Linked DNA regions of Drosophila melanogaster: region 1 is linked to region 2. The links are chromatin contacts, called in public targeted proximity ligation maps. All regions are on one chromosome and are shown on one strand. The core of a region is the stretch at or near the end of the contact, and the rest is flanking DNA. Distances in the headings are between cores, read along the strand shown.

The links.
Region 1: a contact with region 2 is called in a targeted proximity ligation map of the Kc167 cell line, with 9 times the contacts expected there. A contact is called at or near these places in 23 of 107 Hi-C or Micro-C datasets (the D17-c3 cell line, the Kc167 cell line, the ML-DmBG3-c2 cell line and 7 more) and 3 of 7 datasets of targeted methods (all in the Kc167 cell line).

Annotation. Positions count from the first base shown.
Region 1 is chr3R:16,798,958-16,802,076 of dm6, forward strand. lncRNA:CR45750 (long non-coding RNA:CR45750) reads left to right here and starts at 1,643. Exons shown (of 1, transcript NR_125187.1): 1 at 1,643-2,246. It overlaps lncRNA:TS16 (long noncoding RNA: testis-specific 16), which reads left to right and starts at 2,342. Exons shown (of 1, transcript NR_125188.1): 1 at 2,342-2,920.
Region 2 is chr3R:16,654,183-16,657,162 of dm6, forward strand. modSP (modular serine protease) reads right to left here and starts at 1,480. Exons shown (of 6, transcript NM_080515.3): 1 at 1,258-1,480; 2 at 281-584; 3 at 1-201. The coding sequence starts at 1,324. It overlaps Ubx (Ultrabithorax), which reads right to left. Exons shown (of 2, transcript NM_206497.3): 2 at 2,441-2,980.

The sequences.
Region 1 (3,119 bases), core at 393-2,892, 140 kb after region 2:
AGTCAGATATTTAATTTCATTTGAACAATCCCAGTTGATTTCATAGATATTAAATTCATACATTGGTATTAAGTTCTCATAGGTTTTTTATTTAGTTGACTACACATAATTTGAAATCCTGAACACAATATGTGAGATTTCCAATATTAAAACGCTATATGTATGACTATATATGACAGTTCTTTTTATAAGTAAGTTGAAAATGTACAGTAAATAATCTTTTTAGGGGCTTCGTTATCATCACTTAAAAATTACTCATGATTTCATAAAGTTATTTTGTAATTCAATTTTGGATGAGCCACTCCCTTTGCCAAAAGGAGTTAATTAGTTGTACACTCATCTCCTTTAATATTTCCGAATTATGTATCAGCTCATCAAAACGTGCACTTTATGTGTCCGATTATAACCTCGGTATGCATAAAATATAAATAAAACCCATATGGAGTTGCGAAATAAAATCATTTGAATTGCTTTGCTGATTGTATCTTGAAAATGCGCGAACTGTATTCGCTCAATTTTGCGACTTAATTTGTACCTCAATAAGTTATGTCAGTTTAAATTGTTTATTTCCCATTCAGTACCCATGTATACAATGTCTTGTTTCATCTGGAACTGGTTCTATCGCGTTATGAATATTTATATTTCGCCTTTAGATATGGATAAAGCGATCCCATCGATAAAGGCAAAGTACAACTAAATATGTGAGGTAAGCAAATAAGTAATACAACTTTTTGATTATTCAACGATATTGGTATCAAGTTTAAAATGTGTCCTTTGTAGTTAATGTGTTTCATCAAGTGCTTTCACTAAAAAATATTTAAACAAGGTAGTTAATAATAAATAGAATTTCAACATTAATGTATGCAATTTTAATAGACTTTATTAATGGAACAGTTTCATTACAAATCTGGGGCAAAGTTTTGATTGACGGATTGTTAAAATAAGTTATTCCCGCATACAAATATAAAGCATTTCATGTGCGGAATCACAAGTTGAAAGACAAAGCCCGCTGAGATGCAAACAAGTTTGGCTTATCTGGGCAGATAGGGCTAATGGCTCCTACGGCATTTTGCTTTCTTCGAATGATTCTGTTACCAAACTCGACCGCTCCGCTCCCTCCACTTGTATCTGTCGGATGCTAAGTTACAACGGCCAATCGAGACGACAGCTGGGATGTGGAGCGAGTATTTCAGTGCTTTAAATGAGCTCCATAAAAATGATTCAATTGGCGGTTTGGCTGAAATAAAAGCCGCCAACGGTTTTCGGTGTTGTCGGCTCGGAAACAAGTTTACAATTCGAACCAGGCCTTGCAGTTCGAGTCTGTGTTTCTGTTTCGGTCCGAGTCTGGCTAAATGCCGACTTATAAGTATAATGCGCCTTCGATAAAGACGACGACAACGACAACGCCAATGCGAAATGTTAAAATAAAATAAATTTATGTTACAATTAATGGCAGCGATAAATTTGTGCCTACGACATCTTGCGGTCCATAAAAACGATGCAGAGAATCGGAATCGTATCGAAATTGAGGGGCAGGGGCAGGGGCTTTGAGGCCCAATGAGATTAACACATAATCAAGCTAACATGCGCGACATTTGCATATGGAATTGAATTAAATTTAATCCGAATTGAATACAGCCTCACAGAAACAAGAGAAACACGGACGCGTCAGGAACAGTTACAGACGCGATTTAAAATTTTAATTAATTCGAGCGCCGAGCGCAGGAAAACTTTTCCCCAGAATTTCGAAAATGAGCCATACCAGCGCGGTGCCTTCCTCTGTGAAAGGGTTAAGAACTGTAATCCGAAACCGCAACGCAAAAACTTTTGTGGCAACACACTTCCATACCTCTGTTTATATATATATATATATATATGTATATGTATAAAGGACGGCCAGGAGACGAACTGAAAAGAGCAGGGTTTCTGAGACAGCAGTGACACAAAGTTGAGTCTGGGTCTCAGTTTGTGGTGCAAGTTTTCGGCTTGTGGCCATAAATTATCACAGACAAAGTCATTCGTTCCATTTCGAGTGAAGCGCGCATAGTCAGAGGCGGAGACCCACGATTGGGGAGGGGTAAACGGATGGGGACCGGGACTCGGGAATTGGGCAGGCTTAGGCGCAGTGCACCTGGAAAAACTGGGAGACCGAAAGTGATTTCTGTCACTTTCTATACACCATCTATACATTAATAATGATAAACCTTTATAATTAATAGTAAAGCCGCTTATGAAAGCGATTTAACAAAAAATATATCTAAACCACTAACATTACATGGCTGTAAAAATAAATTCATTTTGTTTTTCAATATATCATATATATTTGGTACCTAACATTGACATTCGACTCCGTTTTTAAATTTAAAAGCATTGAATTTGCTATAGATCTGGATAATATTAACTTTTTCCAGTGTAAGCATGTGGTCTGAGTCTACGGTGCGGTCTCATATCTTCGGAATCTCCATTTCGTTTTAAATTAAAACCGAAACCGAACTCGCGCGGAGGCGCACAGTCAGAAATAGTGGAATCAATGGGGAGGGACGGAGGAAACGGAATACAAAAGACCCCAGCAGACGAGACAATGGCCAAAAGCAAGATGGCCCATAAAGGGGCTACAAATAAGATAAATTGCATCTTTGGGATCAAACGCACAGGTAGAGAGGCCCCGACTTGGATACATAAAAATATGCACATGATGGCCGACTTCAGAACAAAATGCGGGAGATTCTCGGCTCGAATTGCAAGTTACTCCGATGAGAGAGCCCAGTAATCCGAGCAGATCCCACCTATGCGTGGAATTTGGTGTGACTCTATCTCTAAACTGAAATCAACCTTCTATTGATTCGGGTGAAAGAGCTATCCGACCACTATGCATATGCATACCTCTGATATCGACTTCATCGGCTCATAGAAACTGGGCAATATCTGCCGCCATATCTGTCCCGTTTAGTGCTTTTCATTGTATCATTTTTAAAGGTAATCTACATATCAAATAAATACAATGCAGTGAAAATAAACACTGATAAAATTCAATTTGGAGATTTGTTTCGAAGGTATGAAGAGCGTTTATAAGCTTCGTAATTGGGCTATTTAATTTATTACTTATTTAATCAGCATAT
Region 2 (2,980 bases), core at 230-2,729:
TCGTTTTCCCCATTGCATGACAATGACCCCGAGATGCAGCCACCTGTTCCGCACTTGAAGGAGTACGCTGGACACTCCATGTGGCCGCACAGTTCCACCGACTCGTCAAAGCCCGTTCCATCCGCACAGTCGTCCTTGCCGTCGCACAGAAAGTTGCTCTTGTCCAGGCAAATTCCGGATGGGCATTTGAACTCATTTTCCCTAAAGGGGAAGAGAAGCAATTAATGTATCCATTCCTAGTCCTCATCCTGTTATCTACATTCTACATTTCAGTACTCACTTGCAATTGCCTTGAAGCCGTCGGTCGTGCTGCCGTATATCGTCCTCGTTGCCGCATCTCAACCTGGTCTCATCGGAACCATCTGCGCACTCATTGACTCCATTGCACCCAGCTGTCCCGATCACACATGCTCCATAGGTGCACTGGAAATAGGGCTTGGTGCAGTGCTGCCGCTGGGAGACACAGGTCAACGCCGTCTCATCGGATCCATCCGGGCAGTTCTTCTCGCCATTGCAGACATCGTACTGCGAAATGCAGCTGCCGTTGTCGCACTCAAACTGTGAGCTGTCACATGCCGCAAATACTTCAAAAATGATCCTTTCGATTATTATATTATAAGGACAATCGCGTGTTCCTTTACTTAATTGTTCTGATTGCGAAACCACATATATTGGAATCAAGTTTCATTCATTTAGAGCACTTTTACTTTTGGTTCTTAAATTTTTTAAGAGTAAGAGATTTGTTACTCATATATACTTAATATATAAACTACACTTTAAATTTAAGTTTAATGAAAACTTACGTTAAGTAACTTAGTAACTTTTCTCCCTACATTTACAATTTATGCAAATCGGCAGAAAAATTGATAATCCCTATTGCGCTTTTAATATTCTTTATTTTATTTTATTTTTTTCCTCATTTGATTATTGCGATTGTGTAATGTTGTATAGCTATTTTTCTTAGCATTTGAGTGGGTTAAGCTGCCTGTTAAAACTACCGCAGCTTAACTAAATTACCGCGTTTTTTATTATTTATTTCCGTAAACATTCTCTCTCCCTTCACACTTAGTCAGCACCCTGGAGTGTAATAAACAAACTGAAAATCGACAGAGATAAACAGATCGCGATTTCAAGATGAACCGGCTCAAATCGTGTTCTGAGAATCTCTCTTCGAGAACAACGCATTTACATATGTACATATGTACAGAAAGTGTTTATTTTCGTTCCATTTGTATTATCATTTTGAACTTTACTCACTTGTTCTGAATTTCAATAAAAGCGCGCAGAAGAACAATGGATTTGATAAAAACGATATTAGTTGCATAATCCTTATTTCTGATGCACTGTTATGCACTCGATCCAGGTGCACAAGGCAATCACATAGGTATGCCTAAAACAAGTGCGTGCTGATTAAAGTCGTCTGGAAAGCACTTGCCGCCGAGCTAAGAACGACTCCGACCGAGCTTACAAAGCGAACTGAGCTCCAATGTGTTCAAGCCGAATCTCATACCAATCTGAAAACACGTTTTAAGAGCACCTCATCAGTATCGATTGGAGTGCTTAGAGCTGCAGTTCATAATATAAGTCGAGTGAGTGTAGTATTTATATCTCATTTCATTCATCAATATCTATCGATATCGCAGAAAAATAAAATATGAAATTTCGTGTTCGCACTTCCACTAGTTGAGTATTGGGTATCTGATTGTCGGGGAAGTCGACTATAGCATTCTCTCGTGTATTAAACTTTTACCAAATTCATTTTGGAGACTTTTCTCTCAATGGTTTGAGTCCGCGCTAAAAGTGGGCGTTTAGCTAAATTCTTTTGAAAGAATTTAAGGAAATTAATTGAAAAATCAATTTCTTTTATTTTTAAAGAAGTAGTTTTCGAAATGTACCGATATCATTTTTTACATAAAAAGTCAGTCGTAAAAATTTATTCAATTAATAAAAACGCTTAAATAAAAATGACAATCTTATAAACACCAAAAAAAAATTTTACGTTTTTTTTAAATTCTCAATTTTTTTGGAAATTAAATTTTTTGACGCTAGTGCTGCCAGATCTTCGAAATAAGGATTGGCTTCCCCGTAATCTTTTTCAGATCGATATTCATTTCCATCCGTTCTACGCATAGCGTAAGATGTAGAAACTACGAAGTCTACATTACACGTGTGTAAAATATACCTTTACATTTGTATGGTTTGAATTTCCACTGAAAATTTTATTCCTGGATAGCACGGCAAGAAAAACTTAACGTTTTATTGGCTTTCTTGGAACAAGATACTTCCTAAGCCAAGAAAGTATGGCGCCAAATGGAGAATATTGCTATTAAAAATGTAGAACGAAGGACTGCTATTTTAAGAGTACCGCAAAACTATCCTTTCGAATTACCTACAATTCCGAAACCAACTATTTCACATTAATAATCCAAAGGCATCTTTTAAATTATTTAAATCGTTTTGTTTAATTTATTTGTTTCATTTTCCACATTCTCACTGGTTGCTGTTTGTTTTGTGTTTGTTCTTTTTACGTGTAGTTTATATTGATAATTTACAACTTACGGAGCTAACATAGAATGGCATTAAATTAGAGTTACATCGATTAAGTATGAACGGAGCCTGCGGGTCCAATCTTCGATCGCGGGGAGGGGAAATTACAAGTAGAAAATGTAACCGCAAAGTATCTGTAGGTCTGATCTGATCGGATGAAGTAGGTATATAGGAAAAGTAGTAGTCTCTTATGGATAGGCCTGCTCGGCCGAGGGTCAGAGAGTTTAAAGTAAAAGCCACTAGCAAATGTACAAGTAAGTAGCGATTATTTAACTATTTACTACGAATGCACTGGTAAGTAAGTAGTAGGTAAGTGGTCGGATGCAGTACTGTATGCAAGACCTCACCGAATCGTCTTCCTTTTACGTATATCTGTTGCTACGATAATCCACGTTTAAATATTTATGTATTGTATTTTAGCGTCTATTCTTGG